Linked DNA regions of Mus musculus: all the other regions are linked to region 1. A link is a contact called in public Hi-C data. All regions are on one chromosome and are shown on one strand. The core of a region is the stretch at or near the end of the contact, and the rest is flanking DNA. Distances in the headings are between cores, read along the strand shown. Region 1 has its middle 24 kb from the start of Tmsb4x. Region 2 has its middle 38 kb from the start of Gm8817. Region 3 has its middle 11 kb from the start of Gm8817.

Region 1 (3,543 bases), core at 742-3,241:
ACTTCTCCCTTCCTGCAGAAAAATGCTAACAAACGCATAGCTGGTCTCTGTGGGGAGGGCTGCTTCCGCCAGACAGTCTTGCTTTTCCCTGCAGATCCCAGGATGCCTTGCAGGAAGGGCTGCAGTAGCCCCCTACCCTCCCCAAAAGAAATGATTTCGTGTTCTTCTGCTTTAAGAGGTCGGCACTGGAGGCCCTGCCTCACTGTTGCTAATGTCAGCTTCCAGTCACCCCTTCATTTATTCCATAAGCATACATTCCAAATCTAGTAATTTTGCTGTGAGCTTGAGAAGGAGGAAGTGCGAAGGTGGAGAGAGATGAAAAAAAAAAAAAAAGACCTACAAAGGTATTCATTTTATCCGTAGGGATTATGGAAAAGACTGAAAAGTGTTCAGAGAGTCGCAATCACAGAAGTGCTGAAAGCCAGGTATGGGAGCCAAGGAAGGCAGCAAAAGCCGAGCTTGGGCAAGAAAGAGACTGTCCTCTCACGAGGGGGCACGTGCGCTGAGAAAATTGGCAAGCACTGCAAAGGGCTTCTCCCCACCCCACAAGTCAGTCACTGTCACTTCTCAGCGCACCTCAGGTTTAGCCCTCCTTTAAGAAAAGCCTCAGGAATGTTTTTTCTTCCTTGATAGTAGAGGTGAACAAAGTGAAGCTTTGAGGCGGTGACGAGCTCTGTAAATAAGCTCACCCAGCTTTTGAGCGGGGCGGCCAGGCCATGTTGTCAGCTCAGTGTATTGGCAACTAGCTTTGGGCTCCTTCTCCCACACCCTCACAGTCATGCCCGACTCTTCCACCTCTAAGGGCTACAGTTAGTCTAACTACCCAAGAGAACTGTTGGACTTAACAGCAAGTTCAACTACAGCCGCCACATTATTAGTAGTGGAGGGGCAATGGCGCTGTCATTGTGGCCAGAGGCTCACCTGGGTCACTGCTGAGCTAAATGGAGCGTGAAGTCCAGGCAGAGCATGAAGAACCACGGATTCTCCACCTGCAGCTGTAGAGGGTTAAAGAGCTTGGATGTAAACAAATGGCCAGGTCCTACAAAAGTACCACCACCACGGACTTCCTCTTAGATGACCTGCAGATATTTAAAGACAAGCCAGACACAAGTGCTTCTTTCAGAAAGGGACAAAGCAAATAATCAAGTTGACCTTTTGGGAACAGTGTTAATTGTGGCAGTTTAGGAGGAGGCAGAAATCAACTTTGTATAGTAATAGGCCTTCTATTCTTCTACCCTTGCCTCATTAAGGTTTGCATATTATTTTAAATGTGCCCGAGGTGTAAAGAGTCTAAAGTGGTTAAAGGGTGAGGTGATTTAATGAACCCAGGAACCAATCCAGAAGGCCTGGAACCACTCTGGGCCTTTTAAGAACTCCATCCATCCCAGGGGGAGAACTAATATCAAGTGAGTGACTTAAAGCTCCACAAAGCCTGGCTTGGCTTAGGGACTGAGTTTCATGGAGCCCAGGTGAGAGTCATTCCTGTACCGTGAATTCACCTAACCCTTGCTCTGCACTTCCATTTCTTAGGCACTCTAGGTGTGCTGGAGCAAAGCAGTGTGCTGTATCCAGATACCTTGGGGGCCCTGGCTTCACAGTGAGGCCCCAGGGTTCCAGGTGGGTGTTGCAGAGAACAAAGGTTCCCCACACTAAGAAAACCAGTTCTCCCAGCCTCCCAGCCGCAGCAAGTGACATCACTGGGAGCCAATAGAAAATTTGCACTGGAGTTTACTTGTTAAGGTCTGAATTGGATCCACGTAGACGGCTTATCTGACTGTGTAGGGCGAGGTTCCCGAACACTACCCTGTTTAGGAGTGCTCTCTGATACAGTGGGAATGTGGCTTTTAACCTTTTTTTTTTTTTTTTCCTGGCAGATTTCAGGCAGGTGAGGGGCCAGGTTTCAAAATCAACAATGAAGATACCACACCCTGAACGCCTGGCTAGCCCAAAGCTAGAGCACTAGGCGGACCTTTACTGCCATCTGCTGGCAGTCCTTGGTATCGATTCATAAGAGTGGCTAGGTTCCTCTGAAAAACAAAGCCTGACTAAGTTAGGCTCCTTATTTTACCTTAGTCTCCGTAGACAAATTGAGCTCCTTCAACTATATCAAAATGAGGTAGCCATGAGAGAAAGACACTCCTGATCTGATCTGATGGCAGTGTACCTTGTCTTTGGTCTTTTTGTTTGACTCAGGATGGCCTTTTTACCTTACTCTGACGATGACCTTGAGCTCTTGATCCTCCTGCCTCTACCTCCACCCCTTGCTGCCAAGTGCTGGTATGATTGGTCTGTGCCACATCTAGTTTATGTGTAGGGATGGGACATGGGTCTTTGTGCATTCTAGGCAGGCCTCTACCGACTGAGCTAGGACCTTTTATTTTTATAAAGCCCCATCATCCATGGGAAAATATAGGTATGTGGTAAATTTGAGGATGCCCTTGACTGAGTCCTGAGTCTGAGATGTTGATCACCTCACACTTTTCACTGCAGATGTGATCTTTACAAAGGCTTTCATGATGCTTCTAGGATTCTCAGTTCACGTGTGGGTGACCGTTTCTTTGAGCACAAATGGGATCCCCTGACTGGGTGTGAATACAGCATTCACCAAGGTCAATCCAAAGTAGTAGAAATTGCATCTCCAGAAGCATTCACTTCTCAGCACCAGCAACTTTCTCCTTTTCTCCCCTAGGCAAAGCAGTTGCTTTGGTGGAGGCACATAGCCCCTTAATTTTGCAAGTTTTAAGGCTAAAGCCAGCCACTCTCAAATCATAGCCGTCGGACCCATACTTCCACACTAAGAATTTAGTATATGTTTTCCTTCTATGTAATGTATATAAGCTGCAAAAGGGAGGGCCCTACTGGCCTGCAGCAGCAAGACTCAAATGCTGTGGAAAATCCCAAAATGTATAGGACAGATCCTTCTAATCCCTAATAAAGAGTAATGTCATCCAAGATCTTAGCAGTGCCACAGTGAGAAAATCTCACTTTCTAACACCCCAAAACCACCATGCCAGTGCTTATGACCCTGAACTTGTCTACTTCTACAACTGAGGCTTCCCTATGGCCTCTACATCCATGTGCACACATGTACACACATATGTGCAACTGTGCATTCATGTCTATGCACACTTATGTACTTGGTGCCTACAGAGGGCATCGGATCCACTGGAACTGGAGTCACAGATGGCTGCAAGCTGCCATCTGCATGCAAGGAATGGAACCCTGGTCATCTTCAAGAGCAGCAAATACTCTTAATCACTGAGCCACTCTCTAGCCCCTTTTATTTATACTTACTAGACAGTTAATGATGGCCATCTCCATCTACAGGTAGACACGTGTACACGTGACTATTGGTATATACATATGCATATTTAATGTTGTTTTCCAATGTAAATAATATCTCCAGAGTAGCCAACTTTGGTTGGATAAGCTTTGCTGTTTTGAAGGTAGAAATTCTTTCAAGATCAGAAAGTAATTGTTTCAATTATACCCACGGGATTTAATGCCTTTGAAAGTACAATATTCCCTATTAAGTCACCAGAC
Region 2 (3,543 bases), core at 744-3,243, 200 kb before region 1:
TTCCAAATAAATACTGATATAACCTAGAACTTAAATTAACAGTAAATTTTAGTTAAATATTATAGACTGAACACTCCCAATTATCTCTGATCTACCCTCAAACCTACTAAAAAGATAAAAGATGAAGGCAAAAATATTAGGATCAGGAGAAATAAAACTAGTCAGCACGAAATACCATGATAGGTTTTATTTGTTCCTGTTTATTTCTTTTCTGCTTGAACTTCCTGTGCCTGGGTAATCACTTTGTCCTCTGAGCTTTGTGCTCCTTTGGCCAGTGCATAAGACATGTCTTAGGAGACGTGTCAACATACATCCGTGATTTGATCCTTTACAATGCTTGTGACCTTCCTCAGAATGAAAGTGCCCTAATAACGTCTTTTCTTATGCCAGAATGCCAGAATACAAAGATATATCAAGACAAAACCACAGAAGCCTAGCAGAACCACACTCATGTAACTTAAGCCCAAAATGAATGCTGTTGGGCTTGGGATGTAGCTCAATTGGTAGAGTGCTTGCCTAGCATGCATAAGGCCACGAGTTAAATCTTTGGTACCACATGAACCCGGTATTGTGATGAACACATGCAATCTCAGCTCTGCAGGAGGAGGGACAAATTCAAGGCCTACCTAGATGCCACAGTGAGCTATCCTGGGCAACTTAATGAGACCATATTTCAAATAGAATTTAAAAAGAGGGAGCTGGGGAACATAACTCAGCGAATTCTCCCCTTTAAGACTCAGACATGTCCCCAGATGGTGACTATTTGGGAAGCATTAGGAGAGACGGCCTTGATGCCAGAAGTAAGTCATTATGGGTAGGGCTTTAAGTTTCAAAAGACTCATGCCATTTGGTGTCTATTCTGCTTCCTGATGGGGGTTCTAGATATGAGTTCTCAGCTACCACTCCAGCTGCCTGACACCTGCTGCCTTTCCCTCTGCCACCCTGTACTCTAACCCTCTGGAACTCTGTGCATTGGTGTTTTGTCACAGCAGTCAAAAAGTAAATAAGGGGCTGGAGAGGTGGCTCAGCAGTTAAAAGCACTGGCAGTCCTTGCAGAGGAACTGGGTTTGATTCCCAGCCAGCTCACAGGGATGGGCAACTATCGTTCTAGGGAATTCATTGTCCTCTTCTGGCCTCTGTGAGGACTGCATGTACACGGTGAAGACACACATGCAGCTAAAATACCCAAACACATAAAGATAAATGGTAAAACACAATTTTTAAAAGATAAAGAGAAAACTAGTAAGACAGTGTTCTAAGGGTCCTTGGTCTTCATGCATGGTTCCTTAGACCCTTAAAGCAAGTGCTGCCGACGGGCACAGTGGAGGCTCCAGGATTTCTATGGTCCAATTTCAGGATTCACATGGTCTCACTGCTGCCATCTCCTATTGCTCGAAATGCTTGCACACCACTTACACTAAAGAGGAGGGGGTACAGACATACCATTGCTGTAAAGTATGTTAAAGAATTTGTAGCTGTGCTTTTAAAACATGATTATGAAAGGAGCTACCACACGAAATGAGAGAGAAGAAATCCAGGGATGAGAGTCATATATATGTAATTCTTAGAAGAATAATATTCAGCTTTAATTTTATGATGATTAAAATAGAAAACAAAACTGTTCTTTCCCCTAAAGCCATAAACAGCAGGATCTCTTTCTGTTTGATGCCTGAATCTAGTAGCCTAATGTGTAAACCGAAAGTGTTTTTATTTACTCTGGAATGTCTCCTCCTCTTTCCTTTTGATACAATTCTAATCTCTTGTGGGTGAATAATTGCAGTTCACGTCAGAATAGAGAAGCAAATCTTTCCTAAACCAACTCTCATGACTTTGTTTGGAAGCATGTTTTTAGGCATTCACATAAAAACCACAAAAATGTGTGTGTGTGTGTGTGTGTGTGTGTGTGTGTGTGTGTGTGTGTGTGTGTGTGTTGGGTTTCCTTTCATTATCGGCTGCTGAGAAAGTGGGATAGGTGGAGACTGGAATGCAAACACTGGAAAGTCTCCACAGTCAACTGAAAGGTTGGGAACAAGAGGCAGGCAGAAGCTAAGCACATTTGCAGAGGGCAGACTTCCCCAGCAAGCAGGAAGTAGAAAAGTTCACAAGTTCAGTGAAGAGGACATTCAGAACCAACCTCTTGGGGACACATTATCGCCTCCATTGGACACATATTCTTCTTAATGTATAGCAGCTGCCTTCACAGAGCTCTGGGGGAGTTTCTAACCCTAGTGGAAGGCAGAATTCACAGAGATTGTACCTGCTCTGTGTTTTAGAACTGGAAGGAAAATGGTCTTTCCTGAGTGTTCCCAATGGGGGCAAGGAGTTTGCCTCACTGAGGTTCTCTCTTCACATTGATTTCTCAGTAGGGTCAGTGGCCATTGATGTTTTGTCGCTTGTCCTAAGTAAATGTGAAGTCTGTCATTACAGGGGGCCTCACAGAAGGAAGGTGTTAAGCTGCAGACTTAGGATGAAATCCCAGCCAACAGCTGCAACCAACACTGTAATTTTAGACTGAAGTCCAAGTTCAAGAGATTACCCAGAAACAAAGGAGACTGCTATTCTTCTAGGGACAGAGTAGCCAGCAGCTCCCCCCTCCCGCACCCTCCCCCCAGGATGTTAAAGTTCAACCTTTTCTTGGGAGAGCCATTTTGCTTAAATCTCAAAAGTGGATTTTAAAAAAATTATTACTTTTCATTTATTTACTATGTGTATGCAGGTATGTGCAGTAGGGGCAGATGGGCCGGTAGGGGCAGATGGGCCGGTTAGTTCCCTCCTTTCTACTCTGTGGGTCCGGAGGATAAGATTTAGTTCCTAAGGCCTGTTGGCAAGTATCAGTCTGTTGTGGCAACAAAATATCCAACAAAGCAAGTTAAGGAAGGGTTGAGTTTGACTTCGAGTGTGGGCTATGGTCATCACAGTCAGAAAGGTACTGTGGCAGGAGCAGGAGGCAACTGGGCAGGTTGTGTCCACAATCAGGAAGCTAATGAATGCTGGTGTTCAGCTCCCTTCTTTTAGCTCAGGTTACTCCAGCCCTTAGGATGATGTGGCCCCAAGTTAGGGTGGGTCTTCCCCCTGTCAATTTACCTAGAAAAGCGCACAGACATGTTCAGGGTCTTGTTTCCATGGCAAGTCTGAGTTACATCAAATTAACAATCAAGACTAACCACTACAATTTCCTTCTTAGAGTTATTACTTAAATCCGTAAGATTTAAGAGGTATTTGTTTCTATTTTCTGACATATGTGCTGTTCGGAGACAGGGAATTTTTAACGCTGAAAATAGCAAAGCACTTAATTACAAAGCTTTATCTTCGGTCTTCTGGGCATTTTCATCTCCAAGGGCTATGCATTCCATAGGATATCACATCTAAATCAAGCTCCATTCCCAGACCCACCAATCATCCCAAGCCGCCCTGCTCTTGTTTCTAACCTGTGTGCAAAAGGGGCCTTAGCATCTTACTCTGATGTCTTCCTTAGAAATTTGGAAACAGGGCTGGCTAAATGATATGTGTGTGTGTGTGTGTGTGTGTGTGTGTGTGTGTGTG
Region 3 (3,543 bases), core at 672-3,171, 170 kb before region 1:
CTGCATCTGCCTCTCAAGTATTGGGATTAAAGGTGTGCATCACCACAGGCAAATGAAAATATCCATTTTAAAAAAAGTGGGATATACGGGCTGGAGAGATGTCTCAGTGGTTAAGAACACCCACTGCTCTTCTAGAGCTCTTGAGTTCAATTCCCAGCAACCACATGGTGGCTTACAACCATCTGTAATGGGATCTGATGCCCTCTTCTGGAGTGTCTGAAGACAGCAATGGTGTACTTACATGAATAAAATAAATCTTTTTTTAAAAAGTGGGATATAAAATTTGTTGTCCAATCTCTTATGCTAGAAAATCTTGCTTCAAGTTAACAGTTTCCAAAGGATATTTTACTTTAAAGGATAGAATATAGTTCATACACTGCAAAGGTAATTCTTTTAAAGTTAGTATTATACTTATTTGTGTACTTTGTGTGTGTGTACTTTGTGTGTGTGTGTGTGTGCGCACACTTATCCCAACACACATGTGGAGGTCAAAGGAGTTGGTTTACTACTGCCAATATATGGGTCCTGGGGGGGGGATCAAACTCAGATCATCACACTTAGTGACAAGTGCCTTTACCATGGGTCTGAGCTAGGTCTTTTGCATATTTGTTATGGCTATTGCTTGGTGTTCTTATGGGACTCCTAACAGTGGGAATAGTGATGTATCTGACTCTTTTGCCTGTTCTTGGAACCCTTTTCCTCCTAGGGGGTTGCCCCATCCATCCTTGATATGAAGATTTACGCCTAATGATGTTATTGTAACATGTTATGAAATGTTTGCTGTAGATCCCTGGGAGGCCTGCTCTTTTTGGAAGGGTAATGGCAGAGGAATGGAACTGAGGAAGAGAAGAGGGGAAGACTGGAAGAAATGGAGAGAGGGGAAACTGAGGTCTGGATATATTGAAATAAAGAAAATAAAATTAAAATAAAAGAAGCCCACACATCAGTATTCTTTCCCATTCTCTCTTTCCCAACAATGAGATGTAACTTTAGGGGCAGTGAAGCTCAGCTGTATGGTTCTGGAATGGTGGATAATATACCAATTTGCACTTGCTCAAACCCATTGAATGAATAATAACAAGTATGAGCTCTCAGGTAAACTCTGGATTTTGGTAATAATGCTGTCAATGTGGGTTCATCAGTTGTTAATAAATATATCACCCTGATGGAAGGTGTTGCTCATCAAAGAGGTAATGGGACCAGATAGAGCTGAGAACTCTTTACTTCTTCTCAATCTTGCTATTTAACTTTAGCTTTAAGTTGAACATTCAAGAGGTTGAATCAGGAGGATCAGAAGTTCAAAAGCATTCTTAACTATACATAGTGAGCTCGAGGTCGTCATTGGTTATATGAGGCCCTATCTAGAAAAGAACAAAGGGAGAAAGAAAAGAAAAGAAAGAAAGAAAGAAAGGAAGGAAGGAAGGAAGGAAGGAAGGAAGGAAGGAAGGAAGGAAGGAAGGAAGGAAGGAAGGAAGAAGAGAAGAAAGGAAAGAATGAGAAACCTTTAAACTGCTCTGTATTAGTTACTTTTCTCATTACCATAGCAAAATACAGACAAAAACAACTTGAGGAAAAGAAGGTATTTGGGCTCATAGTTCAAGTATAATGTCATGGTGATCAGGGTGTGAAGCAGATGATCACATGCATCAACAGTTAGAAAGTAGAGATATATCTATGCTCTGCTCTCCTTCTTATGTAGTCCATGTCCCCAGCCCAAATAACAGTGCTGCCCACAGTTAGCATAGGTTTGTTCACGTCAGTTAACCAATTCCAGAAATTCCTTAATATACATGCACAAACTTGTCTTCTAGCAACCTATAGAGTAAATATTATCAGAGAGAGGGGGGGGGATCCATACATGGCTCAGCAGTTAAGAGTGCCTACTACTCTTTCAGAGAACCCAAATTACATTCCTAGCACCAATACTGAGTGTCTCACAAGTGCTTGTGATCCAGTTCCAGGAGGTCTGACTCACTTTTATGGATTCCTGTGGCCTTTCCTTCACTTTCATGGTGACAGCATCTGTCTACATGCAAGGCAGGTATAAACTGCAAGCAGGAGGAGGAAGGGGATACAGATATGGCTCAGTGGATAAAATGCCTGTGGCATAAGCATGGGAACGCTAGTTCGCCTCTCCAGCATGGAAGAGACAGACATAAGCAGACCACGAGTTCACTGGCCAGCTAGTCTAGCCAATCACTGTACCCCATGTTCAGTAAAATAACCTGTCTGAAGACACAACGTGGAGAGTGGCAAGTAAAGATGCCTACTGTCAGCCTCTGGTTTCCACATACACATATGCATTCACATATATGTCTATACGCACTTACATGTATGCACACACACACACACACACACACACACACACACTGAAAAGGAAGAGGAAAATGACACACTAGCTGACTAAGTCTCTTTCTCATCATAGACGGAAAAATGATTCTTTTCAGAAGGACTATTGTGCTTTGGCCTCCTGCCCAAAACCAGGTTGTGTGGCTCTTCCAGGATACAGGAGAGTCTGAGACACAGAGCTAGACAGGCTGCTCCTGCATACAGAATGGAGGTGCTGTTAGCTTAGAAGAAGGGAGTGAATTGATATTGTAATACAAATAACAGTATCTGTTATCTGCAGTCTCAATAACTAATTCCTGAGTGGTTTTCTAACAGATGAGTTAAGGCATATAAAGCAGCCTTTTTGATTGATAAAGCCGCCTTTTTGATTGGCATCTGCCTTCAAACAGTCTTCCTTCCTTCCTTCCTTCCTTCCTTCCTTCCTTCCTTCCTTCCTTCCTTCCTTCCTTCCTTCCTTCCGCTTTCTCTCTCTCTTTCTTTCTTTCTTTCTTTCTTTCTTTCTTTCTTTCTTTCTTTCTTTCTTTCTTTCCATCCTGTTTTCCCTTTTAAAAGAACAGGATCTAATATGTGAGTGATGGCCTCAAACCCACTATGTGGTTGAAAGTGCTTTTGTACTTCTGATCCACCCGCCCCACTCTCTTCAGTGTTGTCTTAGTTAGGGTTTCTATTGCTGTAAAGAGACACCATGACCACAGCAACTCTTATAAAGGAAAACATTTCATTTACAGGTTCAGAGGTTGAGTTCATTACTAGCGTGGAGGAATACATGGCAGCACACAGGTAGACATATTGCTTGAGAAGTAGCTAAGAATTCTACATCTGGATATTCTGCAGATTCCATGCACATAGTATGCTAGGCAAAAAAAAAAAAAAAAAAAAAAAAAAGACCTATCTCTGTCTTATGTATGTTTCAAAAGTGGTTCCCAAACTGTTGGGACCCTTTAATGCTGTAGTAATCACCCACCCCAACTCCTATCATAAAATTATTTTTCTTGCTACCTTCTAACTGTAATTTTTCTACTGTTATGAATCATAATGTAAATATCTGTGTGTTCCAGTGGGTTTAAGCAACCCCTATGAAAGGATCATTTGACCTTCAAAAGAGTTACAGCCCACAAATTAAAAACCACTTTTCTATAAGGGCAAATACTTTAAGATCTCTGTTTTGAACTGTCAGAGTTTTCCTATTGTTAC

The links. A called contact is a pair of places that touch in the nucleus more often than the background predicts.
Region 2: a contact with region 1 is called in a Hi-C map of pancreatic cancer cells, with 6 times the contacts expected there. The contact joins two enhancer-like sites. A contact is called at or near these places in 11 of 39 promoter capture datasets (the 3T3-L1 cell line, 3T3-L1-derived adipocytes, the HPC-7 cell line and 5 more), 13 of 484 Hi-C or Micro-C datasets (CD8 T cells, the G1E-ER4 cell line, LSK cells and 8 more), 7 of 115 datasets of contacts at active chromatin or transcription factors (bone marrow-derived dendritic cells, effector CD8 T cells, embryonic stem cells and 4 more) and 1 of 9 other capture datasets (embryonic stem cells).
Region 3: a contact with region 1 is called in a Hi-C map of pancreatic cancer cells, with 5 times the contacts expected there. The contact joins two enhancer-like sites. A contact is called at or near these places in 13 of 484 Hi-C or Micro-C datasets (CD8 T cells, the G1E-ER4 cell line, LSK cells and 3 more), 8 of 115 datasets of contacts at active chromatin or transcription factors (effector CD8 T cells, embryonic stem cells, extraembryonic endoderm stem cells and 3 more) and 1 of 9 other capture datasets (embryonic stem cells).

The regions. Positions count from the first base shown.
Region 1 is chrX:167,231,645-167,235,187 of GRCm38.p6, forward strand. No RefSeq gene overlaps it. Among named protein-coding and RNA genes, the nearest start is that of Tmsb4x, 24 kb to the left of the region's middle. Within about 2 kb of position 1,992, at least 87 of the 459 cell types and tissues checked have an H3K27ac peak or open chromatin away from gene starts, as enhancers often do. A contact at or near this core is called in CD8 T cells, the G1E-ER4 cell line, pancreatic cancer cells and 1 more, where this site is marked.
Region 2 is chrX:167,030,813-167,034,355 of GRCm38.p6, forward strand. No RefSeq gene overlaps it. Among named protein-coding and RNA genes, the nearest start is that of Gm8817, 38 kb to the right of the region's middle. Within about 2 kb of position 1,994, at least 52 of the 459 cell types and tissues checked have an H3K27ac peak or open chromatin away from gene starts, as enhancers often do. A contact at or near this core is called in CD8 T cells, the G1E-ER4 cell line, pancreatic cancer cells and 1 more, where this site is marked.
Region 3 is chrX:167,057,995-167,061,537 of GRCm38.p6, forward strand. No RefSeq gene overlaps it. Among named protein-coding and RNA genes, the nearest start is that of Gm8817, 11 kb to the right of the region's middle. Within about 2 kb of position 1,922, at least 3 of the 459 cell types and tissues checked have an H3K27ac peak or open chromatin away from gene starts, as enhancers often do. A contact at or near this core is called in pancreatic cancer cells, where this site is marked.